2 separate regions of the Mus musculus genome follow, and region 2 is linked to region 1. The links are chromatin contacts, called in public Hi-C maps. All regions are on one chromosome and are shown on one strand. The core of a region is the stretch at or near the end of the contact, and the rest is flanking DNA. Distances in the headings are between cores, read along the strand shown. Region 1 overlaps Ehbp1 (EH domain binding protein 1). Region 2 has its middle 62 kb from the start of Ehbp1.

What was found. Hi-C and Micro-C count contacts between places; a contact is called where the count stands out from the background.
Region 2: a contact with region 1 is called in a Hi-C map of uterus. The contact joins two enhancer-like sites. A contact is called at or near these places in 2 of 484 Hi-C or Micro-C datasets (nephron progenitors and uterus) and 3 of 9 other capture datasets (adipose tissue, liver and pancreatic islet).

Annotation. Positions count from the first base shown.
Region 1 is chr11:22,244,612-22,251,993 of GRCm38.p6, forward strand. It overlaps Ehbp1 (EH domain binding protein 1), which reads right to left. Exons shown (of 25, transcript NM_153078.4): 3 at 3,359-3,416. Among named protein-coding and RNA genes, the nearest start is that of Ehbp1, 38 kb to the right of the region's middle. Within about 2 kb of position 2,655, at least 32 of the 459 cell types and tissues checked have an H3K27ac peak or open chromatin away from gene starts, as enhancers often do. A contact at or near this core is called in uterus, where this site is marked.
Region 2 is chr11:22,345,521-22,352,902 of GRCm38.p6, forward strand. No RefSeq gene overlaps it. Among named protein-coding and RNA genes, the nearest start is that of Ehbp1, 62 kb to the left of the region's middle. Within about 2 kb of position 2,896, at least 85 of the 459 cell types and tissues checked have an H3K27ac peak or open chromatin away from gene starts, as enhancers often do. A contact at or near this core is called in uterus, where this site is marked.

The DNA.
Region 1 (7,382 bases), core at 1,405-3,904:
CCACATGCATTGTGAACACATTCACTGTGCAGAACAATTGCTCACAGGTATTTTAAATCAAACATATACAAACATTCAGAGCAAAAAGGTTCACTAAAAGTTCCATATTATACTCCATTAAACTGGTATTTTACAAATTTTAGAAGTGCATATACCCATATGTTTAATATGCCATCTATTAAACAATTTTACTGTTGCTAACACAACCTCCATTTAAGTAAACTCTCCACAGGCAGGTTGTGAGGGCACACATCTGAAAGGCTCAGTCACCACACAAAGCTATGGGAGGTGATAGGAACAGCAAAAATCTGGTAAGGATTTTAAAGCTCTGGTTTCTTTGGGATTCTTAAACCTCTCTGTGAACTTCAATTTCTAGTTAGAAAACAGGAATTTAGACAAGTAAAAATTAATATGCCATATTTTTTCTGTTTTATCACAACTGCCCAGCTGCAACTATCATATATACTGAAAAGTTATTTATGTCTATATATTTACAAATCAATTATAGCTTGACAAAGTCTGTGTTATAACTGTCATTACTCGAGAAAGTAGGAAAGCGTAGTATTGTGTTAATTGCCCATACTAATTATTTTAACCAAATGAATCTGCAATGAGCTCTCTAAATAGTTAGCTATAAAATATGCATGTACCAACAGAAAATGAGCAATTAACTGGGAATTAAGCTTTAAATTAAAAAGGCAAATGTGCCTTATTATGTACTACCTAATTTAACAGTCAGTATAATGACTTATCTGAGTGTCAGTTTTAAATTTCCTTATTTAGCTATTATACATAATTTATAAAACATTTCCATAAATGTACACTCTATCTATACACACACACACATATATATGCTGTTATAAGCTTAACATATCAGTTCTCATAAACTGTTATCCACCTCCAATGTTCCAAGAAAAAAAAAACATAAATTCTAAAGTACAGTAACCTCTGAGGGTCAGGATTCCAGGATTGTCCTTGTACACAAAACCCACAGATGCTTAAGATTTGTATAAATGGTGTACTGTTTCTATATGACCTGTGCACTTGTTCCCCTGCATTTTAAATCATCTCTAGACATTTAAAATACCCACATACTATAACATGGGGGCTGTGTAAGTACTTCTTATTCTACTATACTGTTTAGGGAATAATGAGGAAAGTTTTAGATATGTTCAAGACTGGTGCTTTTTTTTTTTTCCTTTTTTTTTTTTTTCCTTTGAGACAGGTTTCACAAAGACCAGACTGGGTAACTCCTAAATACAGAGAGCTGACTGTATAAAGGAAGATCTCAAAGAACATTAAAACTAAGAAATAAATAGAATAAAAAGTAATTTCTTCTAGAATACACTACCTTCTAAGAAAATTAATCTGTAGCCTCAAGTTTATATTTTATTACCTAGACTCAAACAGGATCTGGTACCATATAAGAAAGAATCTTTCATAAAAATTCTTTCAATTGTCATATGCCATTAAATAAACAAAGTTTATTTACTATCAAAGATGAGTATATTCTGAAGTGACCTACAACCTAAAGTATTTTATTATATTTATTGTATTCCATAACTCTTATAGAATAATTGCTAGCTAAGTGTCAAATGAAATAAAGTGCTTACAGTGTCCACTCTAAAGACTACTGATATAGTCACATCCCTCTATTACACTTAAAGGACAACTTTATTCTGGCCAACTCCACAAAAGCTGTAGATGCAATGAGAAGTACTGTGTCCATTCTTAGAACTCCTCCTCACATGTGAATAAGACAGTATTCACATTATAATGCCCCCAAACTACAGATATGTGTCTTGAAAAAATACTGTTCATGATGTGAATCAGCTTCAATTCCTATATTGCTGGCCCCTATATTGCTGGCAGGGGTGTTTGGCAATTTCTGGTATGTGTGCATGTATATGTATGTGTGTTGAGTGTGCACACATACTCTAGTGGGTGTGTTGGGAAACAATACTATGCAAAGTTGTATGGGCATACATGTAAGGAGGCTAAAGGCTGCGGCCAGGTATCTTCCCTATCACTCTCTACCTACTTAAACAAGGATTCTAGCAGTTAACACTGACAGAAGTAAAAAAAAAAAAAAAAAAAAAAAAAGACTATATACTCAGGGGACTGAGTAATTAACTAACTTGTAGTATATTCACAGAATGGAATACTATTCAGCAATAAAGCAATAAACTACAAATGAAAACAAAGCATGAACACATTGCAAAAACATGATGCTAGGCAAAGAAGACCACACATAAAACAGTTTTACTATGTAAAATTATATAGAACACTATTATACAAATATACAGTGCTATACAAATATACTACTGTAATATTTTTGCATGAAATTCAAAAATAGGTAAATTAGTCTTTATTGACAGAAAAATCAAAATAGTGATGGCCTCTGAGGGCTGGAAATTGCCTGGAAAAGACACAAAAATGTTATGCTGATAGCAATCTATACTTTGACAGGAGTACTATTTATGCAAGTATCAGAATATATACATCATATTTATTATGTATGTAAACTGTGGTGGCTTGAATAAGAATGGCCTATAGGCTTACATATCTGAGTGCTTAGTCACCAGGGAGCAGCTCAGGGTGGGACTGGGAAGCCTGGCCTTGTTGGAAGAAGTGCATCAATGCAGGGCAGGGGTGCTCTGAGGTTTCAAAGGGCCAAGCCCAGCTCAGTGTCTCTCCTCTCTTCCTCCAGCACTATGTCCTTGCCAGCAGGCTCCCAGCCATGATGATAATGGACTAAACTTCTGAAACTACAAGCAAGCCCCAATTTAAATGCTTTCTTTCATAGAGTTGCCATGGTCATGGTGTCTTGAATAACTAAGGTTTGATGAATTTTGCACCCTTAAGTTTTAGCTTAATAAAAATAAAACTGGAGGCCAGATATAATGGCACACACTTGTAATCCCAGCCCTTCGGAGGCACAAAAGGGAAGATCACAAATTCTAAGTCAGCCTAAAATACAAAATGAGCCCTGTCTCAAAAACAAACAAAACCACCTTGAAAGGGTACTTTTAGTAAGTTTTTAAAATTTCAATTATCATCTAACAAACTTTTCTTAATAGCAGTCTATCTATAGGAAAACAAACTAACCTCTAATAAATATGCATACAGCTGTATGCTTACGAAAATAAAATTATCTACAGAACAAGATGTTTAAAATTCTATTCTAGTCTCCATGTATGATACTATCAGTACAAAGAAAAACAAATCAAAATCTTCAAAAAAGTCCACTCCTCCTCCCCTGCAATCCAGCATGAACTCAGAAAGTTGGCCACTCGTTAAGAACACTGAGCTCTTCCTCGACAAATTTTTAAGTGGTGACTGTTCAGAGGAGACTAACCTTGGAAGACTTCCTTCGGCTTCTTCTTGTCCAAACAACCACCAGTTTATCTGGTTGCCTATCAAATTAAAAAACAAAGAAAGAAATTAAGTATAATTCATCTTAAACAAGATTATTAAAGTTTAGTTCTAGTACCTTTAAAGGACAAAAGTGGCCTGGGGTGACTCCACAAGTGAAAAGTTTTCCACACAAGCACAGGAACCCGATCTCCATCCCTAGCACTGAGATTAAAACCTGGATGTGGCAGTGTGTCCTGGAACTCCAGGTAAGGGCAGAGACAGGAGGATTCCAGGAGCTACCAGCCAGCCTAGTCAAAATGATGAGTGCAGGTTCCATGAGAAGCCTGTGTAAAAACTAAGATAAAGACCCCAAAAACTGGCCTCTGCTTCCCACTCGAGCATGCAGGTGAGCGAGCACATGTGCATAAGACCCTCATGTACACCCCTCACGCAGACACACAAAAAAGGACAAAAGTGTTTACTACTTTAGATTCCACAAAGCAGTTAAGCTCCAGTTCTATTCCTAAGTACAGTAGATGCTAAATTCAGATATGATCTCATTGAAGTAACTAGTATTTCCTCTAGAAACTTTTCTTTAAAAGTAATACCAAATCAATTCGAGAGGCTAACCAAATGAAATGCAATAGTTAGCCCATATCTGAGCCCTCCTACAGTGCCTCACTTCTCACACATTATCCCTTTCAACTTCGAGAAAGAAACATTCTACAGGCATCATGGGTGACACAACTTTGCATCTTCTAAACAATGCGTACAGTGGATAGTTCAAATGTTTTCATAACCACCTAATTACCCTCACAAAGCAATTCTGTGCTAAAAAATCTGCACAGTACAAAATACTACCTGTATCTTACAATCTTATTTAAAAAAACAAAAAACCAAAAAACAAAACAACAAAAAACAAAAAACAAAAAAACAAAAAACTGCCAAAGATAAATAACTGAGCAAAACTCTTGACAGAGCCCAGCCTGTAACTGAGACCCTCCGAGACCACAGAACCCTCTTCCTTATTGTCTACTAATGGAAAGTCAAATAAAATAAGACATCTTTAGCTACTTAAACAAGGTTTCCCTTCAAGTTCCTGGAAAACAAGTAGAATATGATTATCAGCTATCTTACTTACAGTTTCATTTTTTTAAAAAACATAGTTAAAAATGCTTCCCACACCAGGCTTGGTGACACAAGCCTACAATGCTAGGTGCTCCCGTGACTGCGATACAGGATCAGAAGATCAACCCAGCCCTGACCAGCGAAACTCCAGCTCAAAAGGAAAAGTGAAAAGAGACTAGAGCATTTGTCTAGCATGTGTGAAGACCTGGTAAATTCTCATTACTAGAAATGAAAATTATGTACTTATGCCTCAAAGCACAAATAAACCTGCAACTACATACATTACAACTAAACTGCAGAGGGGCAGAAATATAGAAAGATCATAGAATAAAGAGAGAAAACAAAGTCACTGACAAACAAGTCATTAAAATGGCAGAAGTAATTAAACGTCTCATTAGCAACAACAATCCCAGAGACAATGAAGTTCAGATCTGCAAGTGCAGGAGGAAGGCAGCTGCTCCCCTAGAGCTTATGCCCAGCCAAACCATCACTGAAGATCCATCTAGGACCAGCAGGAGAGGACAGCTGCTGCCAAGCCTGACTACCTGTGCTCAGTATCCAAACCCACACAGAAATACACACACACACACACACACACACACACGTAATAATGTGTAAATGTTTACACATACACAAAGATAATGTATTTATAATGTAAAGAGGAAAGATCTGAAGAAGCAAAATAAGATAAATGCTAGTGGGTGTTTTTTCTGTAGGACAGAACCTGAACGTAATACACACACACACACGCGCACACACACAAAGGTGAAATGATGAATTGTTTGCATAAAGACTTATTCAAATATATGATGAGTCTGATGGTAGTTCAATTATGAAATGTTCCCAGAGTGAGACACTGGGAACAGTGACCAGGTAATGGGGATGACAATTTCTATCAAAGATCATTAATCTGAGTCCCAGCACCAACAGACAACAATAACCTGACATTGAAAACAAAGCAAAACGCCCTCCTCTCCCTCCACTCTCCCTTCCTCTGTCTCCTGCTGCAAGATATGTGATCCCATTGTGAACCCTGAGATTATGCTATTTAATGAAAAAACCTGTTTTTAGTTGTAGTGTGGCTCAGCCTTAGCACCTTGAATCACTCTGGCTAGAGTACAGAAATGCCTTTACCACACACCTTTAATCCCTCTGGCTTGAAAACAGAAATGTCCTTAGACACACCTTTAATCCCAGACAATGAAGGTAAAGTTAGTTTGTAGAAGGAAGCACCGCTGTTTGAAAGTGATGTCTAATTGAGTGACAGACAAAGTGATGAATCAGAGAAAGATTTGACAGAATAGGATCTTTCTCTCAGGAGAAGAGAGAGGAAAGAAGCTACTTCAGAGAGAGCAGCACAAAGAAAGGGGCAGTTGGACAGAGACAAGTTGCAGAGAGAGAACAAGCTAGACACAGATAAGGACAGAAGGAGTCAGAGAATAAGAAAGAGCCAAAAGATTAGAACAGATTGCCAGAGTTAGTTTGAGACCAAGCAGAACAAAAAGTTAGAGGCTGAGAGAGAAGCCAGATTGATTCTGTCAGCTTGGAGAAGAACAGCTGAGCTGAACCAGCCATCCAGAAATCAGAAAGAGCTAGAAAGAATAAGCTTATTTAGCAGCAAGTCTCAGAGGCTGAAAACATTCCAGACTACATTAGATTTTATGAAGGCTAGAAGCTTCCAGGACTAGGCCTAGCTGAGCAGACAAAGGCAGTGAGCCTCTGAGATAATTACATCAGGTAAATAAAAGTTTAAACTTTTATAGTTCCTCTCTCCCCTCCTATCCTCCTTCCCCCGTCCCTTCCCTTCCCTTCCCTTCCCTTCCCTTCCCTTCCCTTCCCTTCCCTTCCCTTCCCTTCCCTTCCCTTCCCTTCCCTTCCCTTTTCCCTTCCCTCCCTCCCTCCTCCCTCCCTTCCTCTTTCCCCTTCTCTCCCTCCTCTTCCCCTCCTCCCCCTGTCCTCTGCTCCATCTCCCCTGAGCAGCTGCAGTTGGCACACTGAGACCCTATATACATAACTGTCCCTTTGGCCTCTCGTCATGCAAAATAATAATCAGTTTTCAATTGATAAAGCAGCCTGCCATTGAAGTCTAATTTAGTTTCTTAGCATAACTATGTACACCTCATAAGCATCTTCTCTCCAGCCACACCTTCTTAATATCTTCAGATGTCATGGGGGAAGCCCTGCCTCTATCTCCCATTTTCTACCTGATACACTCTTATTTTGTGGCCTTCTTTGTGGATTTTTAACCATTTCTTATTTTACCTTAGCACCTTCACTCTCACACACAATGTCAGCACACACACACATACACACCAAACTTCAGACAGAGTTAATGTCCCTACAATGTTGCCAGTAAATACCCAAGCCATGCCTCTATTTACATACTTTGTATGTGATATAATATCATTATTTCTATCTCCCCTACCAGACCACACTAGCTGATTAACTTTATATTTGTCACTAGCAACTAATGTTGTAATCTAGTACAAGGATAAGGCCCAATGAACATTCATTACTGAAAAGAATGAACCCAAGTTGCATCCAATAATATCCAAATGGTTAATTATAATGGGTGAGACCAACCAAAACCAGCAGCAATATAATGTGCCTTCTCTGAAGCTTATGTGAATTTCCCAAGGATGTTTACCTTGGCTACACATTAAAACCTCCAGGAAAATCTTTTAAAAAATACTTATGCTTACCTTTCAGCCTTGGAGAACCTGATTTCATGGGTCTAGTGTACAGCATTTTTTAAATTCCACAGGTGATTCCAATAGTGACAGCAAAGACCCACCGGATAACAAGGACCATGGTACACAATCACCACAGTTCATGGCTTAAACCACCATCGACTGTGACAAGAGGGTCTCCCCACCAGTCATGATGCCCTGCACTGC
Region 2 (7,382 bases), core at 1,646-4,145, 100 kb after region 1:
AAACCTAATATTCTGTGTGGTAGATAGTACAAGGATATGTAATATCACTATGTGGTAGTGGAGGTGATGCTTTTTGTATGTGTCTATTAATAAATTATATACAATAATGTGTTTCATTTGACATTTTTCATACTCATCTATATTTTAATAAAATTCACCCCCATTACTCCCTATTGCTCCCTCCCACTCTCACCAATCCCTTATCTCCTATTAATCACCAATCAGCCCCCTTCCTATTTATTTTTGTATTGTTTTTTTAATTAGGGTTTCTCAGAGGATCCTGGGTGAGGGGCTGTTTGCAGGAGCATAGGTTCCTTACCAGGGGTTTTTTACATCACTGAAGAAAATGGCTGTCTCTCCTGAGAGAGTTGTACTCTTGACCTCATACCAGTGTGATTACTAACACAAGAACTGAACAGGACTGGGCCTGCCAATCATGCCACAGGTTAGGGAAAACTTGAGGCCCCAGCCCTCCATGAGGAATTACAAGCAGATAATGGAAGCTAATCGGAAAGGGGATGAGTTCAGGAGGCCTCAGCCATTCTTGAGTATCTGGAGAAGAGGTCTTTGATTAGATCTATCTATCATGAACTATCATGAATGAGACTGGACCCCTTATTAAGCTTATAGCACATTCTGCTCTGTTATGGGAGACTGCAGCAAGAAGGCGCTATCTATGAAGGAGGAACCTAAATTTGTTGGCACCTTGACCTTGGATTCCTCAGCTTCCAAAACTGAAGCAATAAAATCTCTATTGTTTACAAACCATCTGGTTGACAGTATTCTGTTAAGCATCCTGCCTAGAACACCCATAAAGTGCTTCCAAAAAAGCAAACCCTTTCCAGTCAGCTGTGTGCAGAGTCACCCTATCAGCAGCTTGCTTTCCAGCCAGAGCAATTCTGGATTCTCCTGTCTGCTGAGGCCAGTTCAGCCCTACATCACCCAATGCCTTTCAGATCGCATCCTCTCTAACTCCTCATGAGTAGAAACTTCACACAAACAGAATCCCTTCTAGAACTCAATTTTTCACCACGAAGCTCTAGGACATTCATTTCTTCCAAGTGAGCCCAAAGTACAGGGCACAAATGGTCTGACGTGGTTGTGAAGCAAAGCACAGTGAGCCTCGAGAGCCGAGCATGGCTGCACTAGTGAGCTCCTCATCTGCTTCTACCCAGGACTCAAAGGAAACTGCTGGATGCCATGAGATGTGCACTTGCTTTCAAAGTGCTATAGAAAACTTCAGCACTGCCTAATGCTTATAGCACGTAGCCAGCAACAAGAGGACACACACGCGTTCTTCGTATTTGAAATCCTGAATAAACAAAAGTCAGAGTGCTAGCTGAGCTTCATTCTCATATAGCTAGGGAGAAATCTGAGAAGGCTCTCCAGAGAGGATGAGGCCCTGGGGTAAGCTGAGTTCTTAGGTTCATAAAAAGTCACAAGGAACATAACATCTAATACAAACTCTTAGAACTTGTCACAAAACTTTATGTGGATTTTTTTAAAATAATAATCCTCAATGTTCCAATCTAAAATTTATGAAATGGAACAAGATACAGTCTACATCCCAGAGGACCCTTTTCAGGACTCTAATATATATTGAGAAGATATGTAAAATCCTTACAGCATAGGGCTGGAGAAATAGCTCTGCAGTTAAGAGCACTTGCTGCACACGCAGAGGCCTTGGGTTGGGCTCCTAGCACTGACATGGCATGGGGTGCCCACAAATCACCCATAGCTCTAGTTCCAGAGGCTTCCATGGGCAACTGCCCCCCACATGTTAGACATATATTCATGTAGGCATGCCACACACACATACACACACACATACATACACACACACACACATCCCATATACATGTAAAATAAGAATCTCTCTAAACAAAAACACTACTGCATTTTATAAGCCTCAGTTTCAAGAGCTTTTTCTGGCATTAAACTACAGAGGAAGAAGAGAGAGAGGCATCTGAAGGGCAGCTTTTGAAATACAACCCAAAATGATGAGGAAATTGTAAGCAGAAGATTCTCCTTGTTTTAGCACTTGGGATAAAAATTTAAAAAGATTTATTGAAATTAGCCACAGTACCAAACCCGAAAGCAGAAAGCTTTGGAGTAAAGCAAAAGGCCCAAATGCAGATTTGGACAACGGTCTCCGCTCCCTGCTGTGTACAGCATAGCAAGCAAATTAATTATTCCCAGATGCTGCGGATGAAAAATGTTGCCGGATTGTTTTGCTTCTCATACTCTTCAGTGTAAACACACACTTACAGAACTGTGTTCCCCTTTTTGGCTCCTGATATGCAAGTAATTATATACTGTGCAGGGTAATGCTGGATGGGTCCTTCTTTGAATACCAAGCAAGTTCTGGATTCTGTCAGCCTTTTTGGATAGCGTGCCTGCAAACATTTCTCTCTGACAGTCCTTACTAACAACTGATAAACAAACCAAAAGCACTGTGAGGCTTATTTCTAAATTATTCCGATTGTTTTCAAAGCGAAATGTGCAGATTGTAGCTCGAGCAGAGTAGAACCCCCATGCTTTTCAAGAACAACGTTTCCGCCATCTCTGTGGGGAAAAGGTCAGAGTTCATAGTGGTTTTTATCCTTTCCCATTCCTCATACTTAGACTATGTGTAAACTAAGGGGGGCAGGCATGAGGCATTATTAATTAGAATGTGTTTAGCATTAAGTACAGACCCCATGACTGGGGTCAAAATAACGTAATTAAAGGGTGGTGTTTTTCATTCCAGCCCTGGATTTTTACACAACAGATGGAATGTGTTTTTCATTGAGAGTCACAGTACGTTTGGGAGCACTACCTAGACTTTCTTGGAATGAATCAACTCAGTAAATTTGCCCTGTGCCTTCATACAGCGAAGCAAAGGGGTAGTGTGTGTGTGTGTGTGTGTGTGTGTGTGTGTGTGTGTGTGTGTGTGTGAAAGCATGTGTGAAAGCCAAGGGTATACCTCAGGAATTGTTGAAAAACACACAAACACACACACTTTTGCAAAAAAGAAGGGGAGTTCTGTGATCTGACCATCCTCAGCACAGAGAGGAAAAGTTCAAGGAAAGTTGATATCTCAGAATAAATAATAAAAGGAAATTCAATGGCATAACAATATTCAGGTCAGGATGAAGCCCAGGGGTGGTGGACGCTCATTCAGAACTGGGCTACCATCCTGCTCTCTCTGAAGTGAGCAGCTGCTGGTTATTGAAAGCAGCCCACATGGAGGGTCCCTGACACCATGGCAACAGCAGCCACAGTGCTGGAATGGCCCAGGCACAATGAAGCAGGTCCACAGCCAGAAGTGCTCTGGCTACAGATGAGGGAGGCTGTGTGGGCTTTGTCTTTGTTACCTTTGAAATGTGCATTGGAGAACTTTGATTCCCCAGTCTGAGGTTATCTATTGGAAACCTGTCTACCTATATTACCCTGACCAAAGATGAACTCTCCACCTGAGAAGCAGCACAGAAGGGAGGCATTTGTCTACCAGACAAATCACTTATTTCCAATTTCTTTTAACTAATCTCTGACAAGTCCCTTGTAGGTTCTGAGAATTTGTGCCTGGCCTCTTGTATTGCAGTCTTAAGATGTGTTTGAAATAATGTTTAGCTTACTTCTTATAACTTTAGTTTGTAACCCACTGTCCCCAAAGGACAATATGTCCTTGGTCTTGTGAAGTGAAAATGCTAGCTGATAGTTGACTAATGCTACCAAATTAAAGACTGGGCTAGTTTAAATGCCATGCATGCAGAGCCTTAATAATCAGCACTTGCCTAGATTGAACTCAACATTTTCATTAATAATGAAAGTAGAAAATGTATTTAGTAGTTAACTATACAAAAACCCCAACATAATAATTTCATGATGTAATATAGCCAAAATGCCAGGGTTCCGGTTCTGCCCAGTTACAGATCAATTATCTCTAGATAGTTACTGAAACATTCATGATTCTGCTTTCTCACATGTAAAGAATAGCAGCTACCTGTAAAGATGGTTGTAGGTATCGAGTTCATACTTTAATGTGGTCCGAACAGTCTTTGCTTCATGCTAAGTAACTGAGTAAACAAAAATTAAAGGATCTTTGTGTGTGTGATTCATGTTTCTGCTGCATGCATGTCTGTATGCTGGTGCATTCATGGATGTGTGTGAAAGTCAGAGGTCAATGCCAGGTGTCTTCTGCTGTTTCTCTTCAACTTTTTAAATAATATTTCCATTTTTTGAGATTATAATTACATCATCCCCCCTTTCCTTTCCTTCTTACATCTCCTCTCATGTAATCCCCCAGCCCAACCCTGCTGCTCTCATTCAGATTTATGCCATCTTTATTGGTGTGTGTGTGTGTCCCTAAATATATAACTGCAACATTCTCAGTGTTGTTTATTTTAAAAAGAAAAAAATTCAAACATTTGATTTATCAATGAAGACTTAGGAGCCAGATTCTAAGGTGAAAGCCTGCTAGCTCAGAGAGGCAGAGAAAACACCCAGCTATCCCTCCTCCACCAATATCCCAGAAGGAAAAAACCCTTTCTCCTTCTCCATACTGTATTAAATACCCTTCAACGCAATGCCTCTCCTTTCTACTTCCTTATGTTCACCCTTTCAGCTCGTTGCTTGCCCTGCCTAGGGTTGACTTTATTTAATCAAGCTCTGTGGTTTAAAAGTGTGTGCTAGAGCTGAGCCACAGCACAACAAGAAACAGGTTTTTCCAGTTCACAATCTTGGGGTTCACAATGTGATCAAATATCTTGCAATAGCTCAGTCTATCTATTGTAACTCAGTCTATATAATGTATGATATATCTATCATAATGTGTAATGTATTCATATGTAATAATATGGCATATATATGTTTAGGACTGTGCATTTGGTATTGATAGTCAATTAATATGTTCTTCCTTGGGGAAGATTATTTCTCCACTCTCAGCATTCCTTAGTTACCTGTAGTTATTCATCTTGGGTTGAGGCCTTATTAGCCTCTTCTATGTTAGCATGTCTTTTTGGTGTCATTTTTGTTTAGCTCATAGTCAGGCAGTCATGTTGATGAGACTTTACGAGTGTAGCTTCTCTACACTTCTAGTGAGGGACCAGATCTTTTGGGTTCAGACTCCATCTTAGAGAAACTGACCTAAGGTTGAACACGTTAACTAACAGGCCAGTACCCAGCACCAGTTTCTAGCGCCCCCCCCCCCATAAGACCTTTGTCTAGCACCAGCTTCCAGGTTACTCCCCATCAAATCTGCACCTGCAGGTTACAAGCCCGCCCCTGACACTTCACTTCCTAACAACCACCAATCAGGAGGAAAACAGAAGGTAAGTTTATGGCTTGGCTCCCAGCAGCAGCCAATTATGTTAAAGGTCTGTAATGGCCCCCCAATCAGGTGTGTACCAGGCTAGATAACACCCCATCTTACCTTTTTAAATGCTTGCCTGAAACTGGACTCGATGCCCCCTCCTGTTCTCCTGTATCAGAGATGGTGGTGTGGGCCAAGTTTGAGCTTGAATAAAGAGACCCTAGTGCAATTACATCGGAATTGGCTCCTTGGTGGTCTTTTTGGGATTCATGAATGTTTCCTGGCAAACTAGAAGACACAATCTCATAGCAAACTGCCTGTTCATCTAACTCTTATTATCTTGCCTTCATACCTCATGTTTGAAAGGATCTCTAAGCCTTAGGTATAGGAGTTGTGTTGTAGATGAATCAGGAGAGACTGAACCCCACAAGTCAGAATTTTGATAAATTGTGGCTTCCATTCTCTGCAAAGACAAGTTTCCTTGATGAGAGTCTAGGAATAAACTTATCTGTGGCTATAGGGACAAATATTTGGTTTGTAGTTAGGGTTTGTGCTGGTTTACGTTGGTGGAAGGAAGGTTAGCTGGGTGCTTTCTCTGCCTCTCTGAGCTAGCAGGCTTTCACCTCAGAATCTGGCTCCTGAGTCTTCACTGGTAAATCAAATGTTTGGGAGTTTGTTTGTTTCAAAAACAAAACACTGGGCATATTGCAGTTAAGTGTTGATTTAAGTGGCAGTTGTAGGTACTTCTCCAAGATCCATAACTTCACTGGGTATGCTTCCAGTACCAGGCATGACTTGACTGCCCTCTTGTTGAGCAGACCTTAAGTGTAATTAGAGAGCTGTTGGCCACTGCTAAGGTATGTGTGCCACTACTTCACCCTTAGGATTATTGTGTCACGCTGGTTGTTGTTGTAGTTTATAGACATTATCACTGTGTAGAATTATTGGTTGCTTCCCTTCCTTGGCAACTTGCGTGGTGCTTTTTAATACCATGAAAACCAGTCTTCAGGCAGGTGGCCTTCAAATAATAAAGTCCAGCTCTGGGTCCAGATTCTGAAGTTCATGGCATCTTCGAAATAGAAACTGACTTTCCACCTCTAGTTCACAACAAAGGTCAACAGCAGCGGCCTATACTGCACACTTATTTTTTGAGGCAAAGTTTCTCATTACCCCTGGAGCTCACTGATTTAGCTAGACTAGATTGCCAGTGAGCTCCAGGGGTCCTTCTGTCTCTGCCTCCCCAGTGCTAGGATTACAGCCATGTGGCTTCTTAATGGCTGCTGCTGATCCAAACTCAAGACTTCATTCTTAAGTCCTTAAGAATGACTTAATGACTGATTTGTCTCCCCTGTCCTTGGAAAGAAGATCTCTTTTTTGACTGTAGTAAACACCTTTGAAGTTTAGGACAGCATAACGTCTACAGTAAAGAAATGTTAGACTTCTCCTTAAAGCTTCTAACTCTTCTGGTGTCATCTTTAAGACCTCTTGAGTCTTATAAAGACACCTGCTTGCAAAACTTGTATTTATTTTTGTATGAGGTAAGCACTTTCAAAACTAGTTAGAAGCTCTACTAAGTCATTTGGAGTTGTACTGATGCTTATGTGTTTGTTAAAAGCACAGGCATGAAGTTTGCTAAATCCTAAGATGCAGTGGTAGGCTGAAAAACCCTTCAGTATACCCACTCATTCTCATTAAAAACACTAAGTGCCAGACTGCTGGAGAGAGAACACCTGGCATTTCCTCACCTCTGTAGTAGGGTGGAGTGTGTCTTTTCTACTAGGGTTTGTTCAAGGATCTTCCCTTTTACCCCAGGATTTCACCATTGGTATTGAGGAGCTCACTCGGGCTCAGAAAGGTAATTCTCATGGTTCTCTTCTTTATTAAGTATAAAACCAAGGCTTTTTAAAAAAGTAAAGCCTGTGGTTTCACTGATATCTATAGCAGGGTCAGCCTGGGATCAAATAAAACTACTGTATACTCATGTTCTTATGTTTACACTTCTCTATTTAAATATGGGAAGAAGCTTTGCCATTATCTATCAGAGATTGAAAGATCCTCATACAAATGTGATTGAGACACTTGAATGCTT